Linked DNA regions of Cyclopterus lumpus: region 2 is linked to region 1. A link is a contact called in public Hi-C data. All regions are on one chromosome and are shown on one strand. Each heading gives the region's core, a stretch centred on a gene start, on an enhancer-like site or on the middle of the called end of the contact. The rest is flanking DNA. Distances are from core to core; before and after follow the strand shown. Region 1 holds the start of LOC117749760 (polyamine-modulated factor 1-binding protein 1-like). Region 2 holds the start of zfhx4 (zinc finger homeobox protein 4).

The links. A called contact is a pair of places that touch in the nucleus more often than the background predicts.
Region 2: a Hi-C map of muscle shows a contact between it and region 1, with 2.4 times the contacts expected there. The contact joins the promoter of zfhx4 here to the promoter of LOC117749760 in region 1. A contact is called at or near these places in 2 of 2 Hi-C or Micro-C datasets (both in muscle).

The regions. Positions count from the first base shown.
Region 1 is chr20:11,773,674-11,780,489 of fCycLum1.pri, forward strand. LOC117749760 (polyamine-modulated factor 1-binding protein 1-like) reads right to left here and starts at 2,716. Exons shown (of 8, transcript XM_034560498.1): 1 at 2,642-2,716; 2 at 82-193. The coding sequence starts at 2,688.
Region 2 is chr20:11,940,973-11,948,306 of fCycLum1.pri, forward strand. zfhx4 (zinc finger homeobox protein 4) reads right to left here and starts at 4,989. Exons shown (of 14, transcript XM_034560302.1): 1 at 4,638-4,989.

The sequences.
Region 1 (6,816 bases), core at 1,466-3,965:
TGTGTTTCAAGCCAATTCAAACAAATGCTCAGAATTATTGTCAGAAGCTGTGTCACTCAGGTCTGGTGTGCATGTATTCACCTCTTCCTGGGCATCCTGTTTCTCTCGCTCTGCCCTGAGTTTGTGATCGACAGCCTGCTGAAGATTCCTCCTGAGCTCTGACACTTCTGTGTGCAGCCTCACAGCCATTGACCTGCACACACAACACAACAATTACATGTAGCACAATACTAGAACTAGAATAAGGTATTTATTATTATTTTTTTAAACAGTCGGATATATCAGTCACTATAATTTAGTATAGTTTTTTTTGATCATTTAAATATTTTCACTTCATTAATACTAATATAATATACCATCCGAAAGACAAACACATTTTAAGTATTTAATTCAATATGAAGTTTATCCAAAATCAAGATCTGTGGGTGTGTTTGAACAGGCGCAGCAAGTATGAGTATGCGTGTGTGTGTTTGCGTGTGTGTGCGTGTGTGTGTGTGTGTGTGTGTAGGTGTGTGTGGCACCCGAGCTAAGGGAATGTGAAGGGGATCAATATGAGGGGGTCTATTCCTGCCACGCAACTGTGCGTCTGTGTGTATGTGAGTCAGTTAGTGTCTGCAAGTGTGTGTGTACACGTGTGCGAGCAAGTTTGTGTGTGCCAGCTGCCCTGGCTACAGCGAGATCAATACGACAAATGATTACCATTTCCACAAACCTCCCTCCACAGCTTCGCTTTGGCCGCTCAGTGAGCCTCAACACCCCCACCAACCTTCTTCACACACACACACACACACACACACACATACACACACTCACCAAAACAAACCAGCCCCACTCTTGACCCAAACCTCAAAAAGCAAATGAAAATGTATATAAAAAATATTTCGGCTTGGTTTTGGGACAGTGAACTAAAGTTCATATATTATAGATTTTACAGCAACAAAAAAAGGTTAATGACTATGCAGTGAAAGACCACGAAGTCAGGTATTTGACCATTAGTTTTTCACACATGTAAAAAATACCCAATACATTATGTATTGTTCAATATCTACCCCTCTCTCTATATACATCATTTGTTATTTTTTCAGTTAATGATTTAGGCAATTGACTACCAAAAACCTTGACCTATCACAAGTTATTAGATTCTACTTTTTTTCAGGCAGCAACTATCAATTTTTTTTATTATTGATAAATGTGCTGATTGTTTTCTCTGTCAATAAATTAATCACTTCATATTCTTTCCAACCCATAGTCCAAAACCCAAAAGTATTTATTTCTATTTAGTTTCTAGGGAAAACGTTCACATTTAAGAAGCTGGGATGTAAACTATTTGGCATTTTTACAACTTAAATAATTAATCAAAATTATTGCCAATTCATTTTTATTTTGTTTAATCAATCAACTGATTGGCAAATCATTTCAGCTTAAATTTGAGGTATTTTTGAGTTTTTTAACATCTTTAATAGAAAGAAAAGTAAAGTATTCATCATGTAATGATTCAAGAAAGTCAATCAATAGCGGTTTTGAGGCAAAAGCTTGGGGATTTTAATTAATTATCTTTTTCAAACCAATACATTTATATTTATATATATTTACATTCTAAAATGTATCCTCATAAATTATAGTGTCTCAATATATAGAATAATTTACTACATGTTTCAGCACTGAGCTTAAAACTAATAGAGTAACTCAGCGGTCGTAAAAGCGAAGGCAGAACGGCCGAAACAACAAGAGAGAATGCCTGATAGATTGGCCCATGGAGAGAACACAGGATAGGATGAACAGAGTGGAAAAGAGAAAGGAAAGGAAGAGAGGAGGCATCCTGTGGAGAAAGGAGGGGATTTCCCACAGCACAGATGGAAGCCATTAGTATGGTGTTGTTGCTTAAAAACCTTTCATGTCTTTGCAGTTATTAGATAATACTGGGTTAACAGTAAACAGCATGGTTCTGCAAATGGATATAATATGCAGACACAGCGATTGTTTTACCATTCACTACCTAAAATTGGTTTAAATGTAATAAAATGTAATAATTCATAATGTAACCTATAAAGTCTCCATGCAGAGTTTTTTTAAATTGTCGGTTGAGGATGAAAATGTTCCATGGCTCAACTTAACCATGAAACTCCCCATAGGAGGCCGTTGCAGTTTGGTCGTGTCGAAGCCAAAGCCACAACCACAACTATGTGCGCACAAACAGACGCACACAAACACACACTCCACTGGGTGATACATGCTTGCTGATGTCATCACCGCAGCTCTGGTGACACACGGGGGTCAACCGGGGGTCTCGCCTCTGAACTCTGAACTCCACGACCCAACAGCTGCTTACCCACCGTGTCACATCAATACACGTTTGGAGTTTTGTTAGATTCACTCGGGAACAGAAGTTCATTTTCCGCTGGGATATCCAAATCTTCAGAAATAATAAAAAGTTAGGCACTTTGCTTTGAAGACTCTCTTAAACAATGCACGTATTTAGAGCTTAGGGCGGTTCTGTTCAACACATGTTTAGTTATACAGCCTACTGTAAGCCGCATGCGAAAAAGCTAAATGTTTTTGATTACTGAGTTTACACAGGGGACCATGGGAAATAGGATAAGAGAGGAAGCTCCTTTCCCTCACTCCCTCTTTCCCTTTTTACCTTATTTTCTCCTCTGCTAGCTTTCCCTCATTCAGGCACCCCTCCATCCGCCTCGCCTCCTCTGCACGGGCTGCCAACTCCTCCACTGAGCAGGAGAGAGAGAGGAAAGACAGGGGCAGAAAAGTGTGAGGTGAAGAGCAACAGTTCACTTCAGCGGCTGCTGGTTAGGATTTATTGAAGAGTATTCAAATGGCCATTGGAAAGAAAAAAATATAGATTCTAACAGAGGTATGAAATTGTCGGATGTATTCATTTTGTTTTCTAATTCATTTGAAGAAAGAAATAAGGAACACAAGAACATGTATTTATATGTATATACAGTACCTTACATGCTGCAGCAGACCACGGTTTAAAGAATGATTGACACAACTCGAATACACAGAGGTGATTATTGATCCTCGTCAAGTTCAGCGTGAAAATATGAACTGCGAGCCGCCGTCAAAGCAAAACGAACTCCGCCGCAGACGAAAGCGCCGAATGCCTTTCAGAGGCAGAGAAGGTGGAAGTGAAAGTATTGCACCGCTCGCACTTAGACGAGGCAGCAGCCCTTTTGTTGAGACAAAAACGAGCGCTCCCCGACTCTGTCAATAGATGGCACTCTTCACCTTGAGCAAGCCGCGAGGGCTCCTACTATCTGACTGCATCCCTTCAATCACGTTCCTTTTTCCGCCGTCCCCTCCGTCTACATGCAATAAAACCCCATTGTCCTACACTTAGTAGTTTAGCACATTGAGCGGTTCCTTGGTTAGCTTTGCTTATGCAGGCCCTTCTCAGTTTGAATTTAAAATGTAGGATTTGACCCCCCCCCACCCCTGCTTTTCTTTTGTTCTTTATGCCGTTTTGCGAGTCAATGTTTCTTCATAGCTCTTGAAGCTTTTTCACTACATTCAGTATTCATTGAATATAACATAAACTGTCAGCCATCGGTGGTCAAGGCTAGTGAATATTGAGGAGGTGTGTGCGCTGAATATGTAGAGGTGCACTCCTGAGTATGTGCGTGTGTGTGTGTGTGTGTGTGTGCGTGTGTGTGTGTGTGAGCGTGTGTGTGTGTGCGTGCGTGTGTGTGTGTGTTGAATATTTACAGGACGGACCTTGACTTTGTGGGTGTGCAAGTGTATTTGTGTGCGAAATAGAAATAGAGAAATGTTTAGTGTATTGCTGTGATGCTTTTCGGGCCCCGCACCACACGGTGACGGTGGTGGTGGGACAGACTGAACAGGGAGAAGCTAAAAACCAATAGCAGAACGGAGGGAGAGGAGAAAAGAAAATCTACATTTATTAAAGCCATGATTCATTTATGATTTTGCAGCATCCAAACTGTTTAAACTGAAGCCCTAGGAAAATTGAAGCTGCAACTGGAATTGCTAAATATTTAACAATGCAAAAACACTCTTATTTGTGTGTGCATGCATCTCTACCGCGGCTATTTCACTAACTCTCAAGGTGAAAGTTTGTTCTGAATCTCAATAATCAATAAAGCAGAGACATGAAAACTAGAGTGTGAGATCAAATTCGCAATTAAAGCATTAGTTTTGAGGTGACCTCCGTGACACCTCCCACCAGTGGAGGCCACAGAGAGCAATTAGCTGCATAGATTGACCGTTTACATAAGCTCTCCTATTTGCACACACACGCGCGCACACACACACAGAAAATGAAGTGGAAGGTGAGACAGCTTTCTATATAAAAAAAAAATTAAGAAATATAAAGTAGGAAGCAGCAAACATACAGACATACAGCAGGAGTTTCAATAAGATGTGTGGTATATTTAGCTTAGTTTGATGACCAAATGCTGCCAAAATGTCCCACAATAAAAGAGGATCCGCAGAGGATTGTGGATTTCTCAGCAATCAATTTTTCTTAATAGCTTAAAATAGATTCTGCATTTCCACTCCATGGCTCTACTTAACTCCCTCTTTTTTGGTTTTCCATGAGCAGAAGTTGTGGATAGTACTTTTTTTCCCAAGTGAGCCGAGCCGATATTAGAACACTGACTGGTCACTTGCGCGAAAACCCGCCAAGCTACCGTCAATACTGACGGCAATTTGATTTGTATTCACTCTCTCCAGATCTTTTCTATGCCATACATTTGACTTTGGTTTGGTTGCCAATGGAAGGATTCAGCGGATGTTGCGTTGAAGACGATGTCAGGCTGTTTCACAGCGATCAGGTGAGAATCTGGCCTACACTGAGTGGGTACTATCGGCAGTGGAATACAAAATAGAGAGAAGGACCTGGTACCAAGGGTGAGTGAAATCGAGCCGAACCACGCAGTGGGTCTTTTACTTTCTCAACCCTTTAACACGGGCTTCACAATTTAAGGTATGACATTAGTTCATAATCTAATCTCTCCTTCTCAATGCCTTCAAAAGGGCTTCGAAGCCCATCATACAGCATCAGTTTATAATCACACATCTGCAGTCAGATTACCCCGCTCTCATAGCTAACCTTTAACATGAGAGGGACGAGAACCCGGCTAACCCGGAATCAGTGGTTGGAGCTGGGCTGGGCCCTGCCCGCCCCTCATAAAAGCTTCATAAGGCTTCATAAGGGCTTCCTTTGGCTTTGTTGGGGGATTCGTAGCGGGCTAAGGTGCTCCCGAGAGACGTCCCAAAGCCTCCCTAGACTCACTCCCTCTCTTTCTGAAGTTTCATGGGCTTGCAACACTGCTTTTGGGTATAAGCCAAAAGGTGCAGGCGCACAGCCGCACACAGTCACGCACACAAATACACCAGGAGAAGAAAAAAATAAAAATAAATCATATGCACACAACAGTGAACACTAACAAAGACAAAGAGCAACACACACTCCCATAGCATCTCAAACTCACACACACATTCACCCCAACACACTCCCCTCTTGCTCTCTCCTCGCTTTATTTACAATCCTCTGGCAGCGGTACAAGGGCCCGGGGCTATAACACACGGCACCTAATGCTCAAACTGCCAGGTAATCTCATGTCTGACATCCCCCTTTGATAGAAACTGATCAATAGACTCTTGTAAAGGAGTCATTTTCTCTGATGTTTCTACCAACCACTTCTCTCTATATCGCTATCTCTCTCTCTCTCTCTCTCTCGTTCTCTTTCCCCACTTCTCTTTTATTAGCCATACATTTATAATTCATATTTCACCGGGGCCAAGTTTGCTCTGAGACAAAAGGGGGTCTTCTTTGTGTAATAAAGAACAATGGTGGTGAAATGATGGGGAGAAATGTCGGTGTTTGCTGCTGGTTCCGGTGAACAACAGTTTTGGGGATCGATAGAGTGTGAAATGGGATTATAGCTAGTAATAGAGGTGAATTGGAGGAGAGAGGCATGTGCACGTGTGCGTCCAGGGATCCAGATTGGATAGCAGCACACACACACACACACACACACACACACACACACACACACAATAATGATTTCATCATCTTTAGGCAGATGCACATCAGCAGCACAGAGGGGTGGTAATATCACATTTCTGTTTTTGTGGAAGTGTGGAAATATGGATATTGTGTTTTTGTTTATGCTGTTATTTCATTTGTGGTCACACAGCATCACATTTATTTCACATTACAGACAACCTTACAACACATCTTATTTACGATGGAAGATGACTCCATCAGCCATATTTGAATATTTTAAACATCCATCCTTGCTTGATTTTCATAGGAAGGTCCTATAAAAAAATGAAATGTCCCAAACAATTAACCAGCCATTTAGATTATAAATCATACCGTTTTCTGTGAATCTGATTATTAACACAATCTTAGTAACACAACTTTTCTATTTGTTGTCTGAATATATTTTAAAAAACCAAGCCACAAATTAGTTCAAATGAGCCACATATACAATAGTGTGTGATTTACTCTCTGGACCGACTATTTAGTAAGAAACATAATATCTAGTGAAGTGGGAAAATGCATGCAGTTAGAGACTGACGTTTAATTTGACACAAACAGTCATGTGCCAGGTTTAAGGACTTTTTTCTCCGCTTTTTAATCACCCTTTTCTTTCCTGACTCTCTGGCCACAGTCTGATTGAATCCAGCTGCCTTCAGCTGCTTCATTCTCATCCATTTGACACTTCTCTGGTTCCCAACGCATCCTCCCATTCTCCGGTTCTTTTCGCCCCGTGGACATTCCCTCTAGCTGGCCACAGAGACCTTTTATTATAATATTCATTACATCCC
Region 2 (7,334 bases), core at 3,739-6,238, 170 kb after region 1:
CAGAGATTTAAATGAGCTATATAGCTGGTTATGTGCTAGCACGGGGGGCTGGCTGCTGGCTGGTTGCCTTACACACACCCATTATTCTTTTTTCTGCCGTGGTGGTACAATAGAGTCACTTGTATCTCAGCCGATACCCACCGGCGGTACAAGCTCGCCGCCTGACAATTTGCATATGTTAATATAATTAAGTGCTAATTACACTAAAAGTCGAATATTCACAAGTACCCTCCCTGGGAGCTACGGAGGGGCTTGATCTCGTTCCAAGTCTTTAACCCTCCTCCGCCTCTCGCTCAGTGTGTGTGATAGAGAGAAAGTGTGTGTTAGCAGTGGTGCCCCAGGGCTGACAAAGGAAGCCCCCCCTCTCTGAGACATAATGCTGAGCTGTTGCGGACTTCTTAGCTTCTCCCCCTACAGGCCTCGCTGAGCCAGGAGACCTTGACACTACTACTGCAGACCGTCACCTCTCACAAAAAAAAACACACACACACACACACACACTACCTAACCATAAAGAGAATATCACACCTTGATCCATCTAAAATATTCAGCTGTTAGATAGCTCTTTGCATCAAAAACTAGATGCTTTGAACAGTTGCATAATACATGTTGCATAAAACACTATCCATTAGAAACAGTGTGAGAGAGAGGATCCTAAAAAGACAACTCGGCCCGTCAGACTCAAATAATGATGATCCAGCTTGGATGCCTTAATATTAAGAATTTATTTTTTCTTTGTAAATTCAACCACTCACCGTCTGTGTGAGGAGAACGCTGGATACGTTCAATATTGAATCTCCTCAAAGCTGGTGACCAGAATGATAGCAGTTATTTGAGCCATAGATAAGAGACAAAAATTATGGATGTGAGAGTGTGTGTAGGCCTGCCGTTTTGATAATGGAGGACAGGCGGTTGTGCTTTTCACATCGTAATGGCCGTGAATCAGGGAGGAAGCCAAGCGGTCGTGCTACAATTAGAGCTCTTTTGTGCCTATTCCTCTGTCTCTTTCTCCCTCTCTTTCCGTGTTTTTACTCGCTGACACTCTCCCTATCGAGGGTATGTTAAAACAGTCTACTCTGCTCTGCTGCAAAAGCTGAATGTGTGTGTGTGTGGGGGGTGTTGGGGGCTGAGTGGGGGGAAATTCACACTGTGCTGCTGCTGCTGGACACGCACATATACATGCATACACACACGCACCAGATGGTACAGGAAGGAGGATTAAATAAACACACATGCAGACACACACCTATTCGCAGACAGACGCCGCTGTGTGCACTGTCCCTTAATGAATGTCTATGGGGAGTCAAAGGGTCCAAGCTCATTTAGTTGACTATCAATGAGATGCAGTATTATGACTATGGTAATACGCTCCTCCCTTCCCCAATAATCATACACAGGTCATTGTGTCAGAGTGATTCATTTCTATCATACACATATGCCAGATGTTATTACGCAGGAGAGTAAATCTCTGTCGATGGGGCTTCTATGCAAAAGAAGAGGCAAAAAGTGGAGGAGAAAGAGAAGAAGAAAAAATATATTGTTATAGCAGTCCAGCTTGTGGTAAGCTATACTGTTCGCTGAAGCGTGACGGCTGGTAATGCAGGTTTGGATGTAACTCTGTGTGTGTGTGTGTGTGTGTGTGTGTGTTTGAGGGGGGAGCTCCCCTTCACTAATACCTGCTACTCGGATTACCACAGCGTCTTAAGTATTCAACCGGACTCATATTTTCCCTTTCTGCCCTTTTAGTCAAATTGGCTGTCTTTACACTGTAAAGCAGCGATACAGCCCTCTTTACTAAGGGCCTATGGGGGATCCACGAAGACGAACATTAAAATGCAGCGATAGCCTTGTTGCAAAGCTCCTCTCTATTTCTTTCTCTCTCCCTCTCCCTTTCTGCAGCAGAGGCTTCTAAATCATCCAGCCTCCTCTATTAGACGGGAGACTTATTGAGGTAGAAACCATAAAAAATGAAGAAGGGAAATTTAATCCCTGAAATATTGATTTGCACATTAATATCAGATAGGCAGAGGGCAATCTAGCCGGGTGGAAATGACACATTGTCGACCCCTAGGAGAGGCCCGAGCCAATCTTCTTGCTGCATGTGTCTTGGGCCCAGGAGTTATAGGACAGACTCAGCCCCTGTCTCCCTCACTCTCCCCCTCTCCCATCTTCTCCTCCTCCCAGTACCCTCTCATCCCTCTCCCCCTCCACACTACCCCCCTCTATCTGCACCCTTAATGAAGGCTGCAATGCTGAAAATGCATTAGCTTTTAATAATCAAGGAGCATTTTCAAGCCAACAGCTATTGTCCTCCCAGGGCTGTCAGCCCATCTTTCACACTATATGTTTTTGTATCCATACCCTCGACTGCTACGGGTAAAATGAATGTTACAAGCTGCTTAACTAACATGCAGAGATATACACACCCAGCCTTTGATAGCACTGAGACACCACAGAAAAACAAAAACAAGGGGCCTGGGCTTATGCAAACATAAAGCTCAGAAATTCTCTCATTTGCAAGACAAGAAAGATAACATAGAGATTGTGTTATTATAGAGTGAGACAATACCGTCGTTAACTGATGAAATTCACTGCAATTAGACAGGATTATCTCCTCTCATAATTTCACTTTTTTGATTTTTTTAATCATAAGGCCTGGGCTGCATTTCTGTAAGGAAATCAGGGATTTTATGCAGATGCAATTAAATCATATGATTAAAAAGAAGATCCTTCCAGTCCCCTACAAAAAACATAATTGTTAATATTTTAGCAATCTGTAAAATTGATCAGATTTTAATCACAATTAATTGATAGAAATCAGGAATGTTTTTATCAAATTTTCTTTGTAAATTTAAACATCAGGTAAGGTATCCACATCCAGTAATAATAAATAGAAAATCATAATAATACCAATAATAATAGAATTTATGAATTCCCATTATTAAAACAGTGATACCCGGTACGTATTTGCGGTTGGAGATTCGACAGAAAACCCCGTATTTTGATTGAAAATGTAGGCTTACAGTCTGTCAATAAAAACCTGTACGCATTCAATAATCCAAACCAATAAAAAAGAATAACACATTCTGTTCGGGGATAAATACGCTCTGACATCCATATATATAAAAAGTCAGAAAAGCCGTGTATAAATACACCGTCCTGTAAAAAGGTCGTCTACCCTGTGCACCGTTCATTTGTCTCTCCACGCACACACACTCACTACACCGTTACATACCCGGGTTGGAGACTGACTGGCCCCCTTTGGCCCTGATGTTTTGTTTTTTCCTCCTGTGCGATCGATGTACCGCCCTGTCACTGTCGCGTCCCAATCTAAGCCAAGTCTACCTACCAAAAAAAAAAAAAAATTAAAAAAAAAAAAAACTGCCATCAGGGCGCAAAAATACCTGACAACTCCTACCTCTGCCATCTGGTTCCACTAAACAGATACAAACAACACCACCCGACAACTTAAAGAAGACGTTGCAACCCCGCGTCTCTGGAAATTAAGAAAGAGAGAGAGAATGAATTGAAGGGAATATTATAAACCCACCGACGCGAATGGGGACCGAGTCAAATGCAACTTATAGCCCATGGATGGAAGGTGGAAATAAAAAAACGTGTTCCTCTGAAAAAAATAACAACAGCGTATATGAGTTTTGCGATGCATTCTCTGGTTGTGTCACATGCCGGTGCGAAAGACAAAAAAAGACAGGAGGTGGCTGGCTCGAAAGGGACTCGCCGTGCTCTCAGCAGCCCGACGATCGGTCTCCCTCCTTGGGCGCCGCAGCCACCCACGCCTCGGCAAAGTGAGACTTCTTTTCGAGCGCTGCAGGTAAAGAGGACCGGCACACGGCTCCTTCTCTCGGAACGACCGTGAAACAAAATGTATTACTTCGACCCGTGAACTAGATGCACTTATTCACACGAAAGGGGTGGGGGGGGGGGTCGTGTCGGGAGACTTCGGCCGTGAATGCCTGGAAGGTGCATGGAACCCGATGTGCTCAAAACTGGCGCTGAGCGGAGCGGTGCATCCGCATTATCTCTTAAACATCTGAGGGCTGGGGACAGAACAAAATGAGTCGGCAGTGTGTGTTGGGTGGTGGGGTTGTGGGGGGGGTATGGGTGTGTGTGTGTGGGGGGGGGGGGGGCATCAAGCCGGAGTCCCCCAGCTGAAAGAGGACATGTCCGAGGGATCGCACTCCTGGAAAAAGGCAACACCACATCCGCACTGCAAAGCCACCAAGCCGGGGAGAAACGCTCGTCTCGTTACGGCTAACGTGGAGAGTGTTCAATGCATCTGTTCTGCCACGCAAATCTCCGGAACAATAGTATAAACTTTGCAAAAGACAGGAATGGACGTGATGAGCCACAGCAACAGCACGGACACATGCGTGAGAACGCCTCCGACCCTGTCAGCCGCTCGTTGTAGAGGCAAAGCTCCGGAGTGGCACTAACATCACGATATCCGCCTTTATTCTGGACTAAAAACACACAACACCTGTTATCCGAACAGCCCCGATGTCAAAGATCCACCAGCGAGATAGATAATCGATACCCGACCCCTATATTTAACACACACCCGAAACTACTCAATAAAAGTTAAAGGGAGAGGTGGAAAGGAAGGAAAAAAAACTTACTTTCTTCCCCCTCCAAAGCCGTCACCTCCGCTTCTCTCTTTGCTCTCGGGTTTTTAAAACAGTCACATCCAGCGGCTTGCGTAAGTGGACAATCAAAACGTGGAAAAACAGGGAAAATTACAATAATCCTCCAACTTTATATTGGGAAAAGGGGGTAAAACCACAAATGTCAAGCGTTTGGAGAGCTATCCCTTATTTTGGTTCCGGTGGCGGTGAAACGACGTGTCGACGGGCTGCCTCGCAGTATCTCTTGTGGACAGGGGTCGGGAAACGGAGGAAAGGAAATGAAAATCCGATATGTCTTTATTCTGCTAATTATTATCGTTTTAGCCCTGTTTAAAAAAATGGCTGATTAAGTTGAGTGCGCATGTCTTTGTGTGTCTATTTCCCGATATGCACTCTGGGAATGGGTAGAGAGACAGAGAGAGAGAGAGAGAGAGAGCGAATGAGAGAGAGAGAGAGAGAGAGAAAGAGAGAGGGAGGGTGGGAGAGAGAGAGAGAGAGGGAGGGAGCAAAAGAGAGACGGAGAGGGAGGGAGAGAGAGGAGAGAAGTGTAATTAGTGAGTTGATCAACAGTCTCCACATTGCAAATGACGCGCACACGGAGCCCTGGCGGCCGCAGAGGTCTATGCGGGCAGGACAAAAAAAAACAAAAACCTTTTCTATGGTTTCTCTCCAAAATGTAGAACAATGGACAACCGCTTCCTGCACACCAAACAGGCTGGACTCAGAATGACTTACAAGTACTTATAAATCATCTTTTTCTGCAAATGGTGTCGAAGCGCAACACAGTTCCCCTTTAATCCCAATTTAGAAAATACACGATTAGTATCTTGTTCTGCCCGCGATGCTCATTTATGTATTACATTGATTGTATTGATTATGGCACCACAGGTGATTTACTTTTTCTAAGATGCGCAGAAGGAAAGTCTTTGCGTATTCGCAGAAATTGTTCCATCAATATTAAAAAGTGACTTTCCATGAGTTTGGAACAATTTATTAAAATTAATGACTGAATATAGACTTTGTGGAATAACTCTTTTTTTGTTGTTGTAATTATCAGCAATGTGGCTGAAAAAAGGAACAAAAATCAACTTCGGGAGGGAATCAAAATCACAACAAAAGTATTGTCGCGCATCAAAACGGGCCTGCACACAGATTACAATGCATTTATAGGTAACATAATGCAGGAAACGCATTCACACACGTGAGCGAAGTCTGGTCTTTGTATTGTATTCTCTAATAATATAGTCGTTTTGTTTTTCTTGGATTGAGGATGCTGTATTCGATATGTTGCATACATGTCACATATTAACGTCCGAGGTTAAAAAAAACCAAAGCCACAAAGCATCATAGTAATCCACCACATATTGTACAGTCATCACTGCCCTTTCGGGACCGCTGAGGCCCCGTGTGGGTTCAATAGCACCACACTGCAAAATCCAATACAGGGTCACACAAAAATCCCCCTCTCTATTCAAAGCTCCATTCACTGGCGTTTACATTTAGTGTCGTTACAAAGTGCATCGCTCTGTTGGCCCTACATCCTGTCAATGCAAACCGTTTACTGTGTGTTTCCCCCCGGTCTCTTAATAGTGGCTTTTGGGCACGAAGAAGACTTTACAGTCTCAATCGGGGAGAAAATCAAGAGATCTTGGTCGCCTTCATGGGAAGAAGAAAAAAATCGAAGCTGGGGGTGAATTGAACTGCATGAGCCGGGGCTTGGGATGTGATGATAAGGCTGCTGCTGGCAAGTGAACTACTAGGTCTACTTTACAGCCACATTGACTGGACTGCACCCGCACCAACTGGATCCTTAAGAAGCCAAGAGATCCGAGTCCGACCCGACCCGCGGCTGTTTATTCTGAGTTTAAAGAGGTTACTGACAAAGGGGGTGGGTGGGTCGAGGTGAGGAACAGAGGCGTCACTTTTCACCCGGATCCAAGGCTCCTGCTGCTGCCGCTACTGCTGCAGCTACCTCCCTGTCCTCCAGGGGGGTTTTCTAGCCCGTCCGCCTTGGGAGGCGTCGCTCACAGACGGCTTGGAGAGTCCAGTCAACCCGCTGCTGCAGCGGACGCGCAAAAAAAGGTCCACCGGGGCCGCGCGTCGAGCTTCTCAAAGCTGTATGGAGTGGACCTATTTCTCCTTCGCGACATTATACACCTAAACGGAGCACTTTAGTAGCCATAAACCGGCGTGATTTGTCTTGTTGTATACGAGTAGATCTCCATTTCTCCGAAAGGATACTCATTGCCCTGTTTCTCTGGTTAAATGTGTGCTCGCTGCTGACGTTTTCAGCGGAGTTGCGTTTGCTATTTTATTGGTTTTCAAAGAGAAAAAGGAGAAAGTACAAAGCGGATTTAGAGAACTGTTATAGGCTACCGCTTATCTTAACCTCCTGCGTGCTGTAAATCCCCCCGGTGTGCACCCTCCCTCTCTCCCTGCAGACGAAGCTCTTTCTCTGGGGGACCGCTTGACAATAGACCGCGTTAACTAATATTTCACCCAATTTCCATATCAGCAGCATCCTCAGTTAATTATAGATTTGTATCTGTAAACTCCGGTCTGGTGTCGGTGTGTGACTGCTTTTGTGTGCGCGCTCGAGAGTGCGAGTATTTGTATTGTGTAAAGCAAATTAAATGTCGAAGTGGCATCACTAGAAACATTAACATCTTTTAATTATTGTGTAATTAAAGG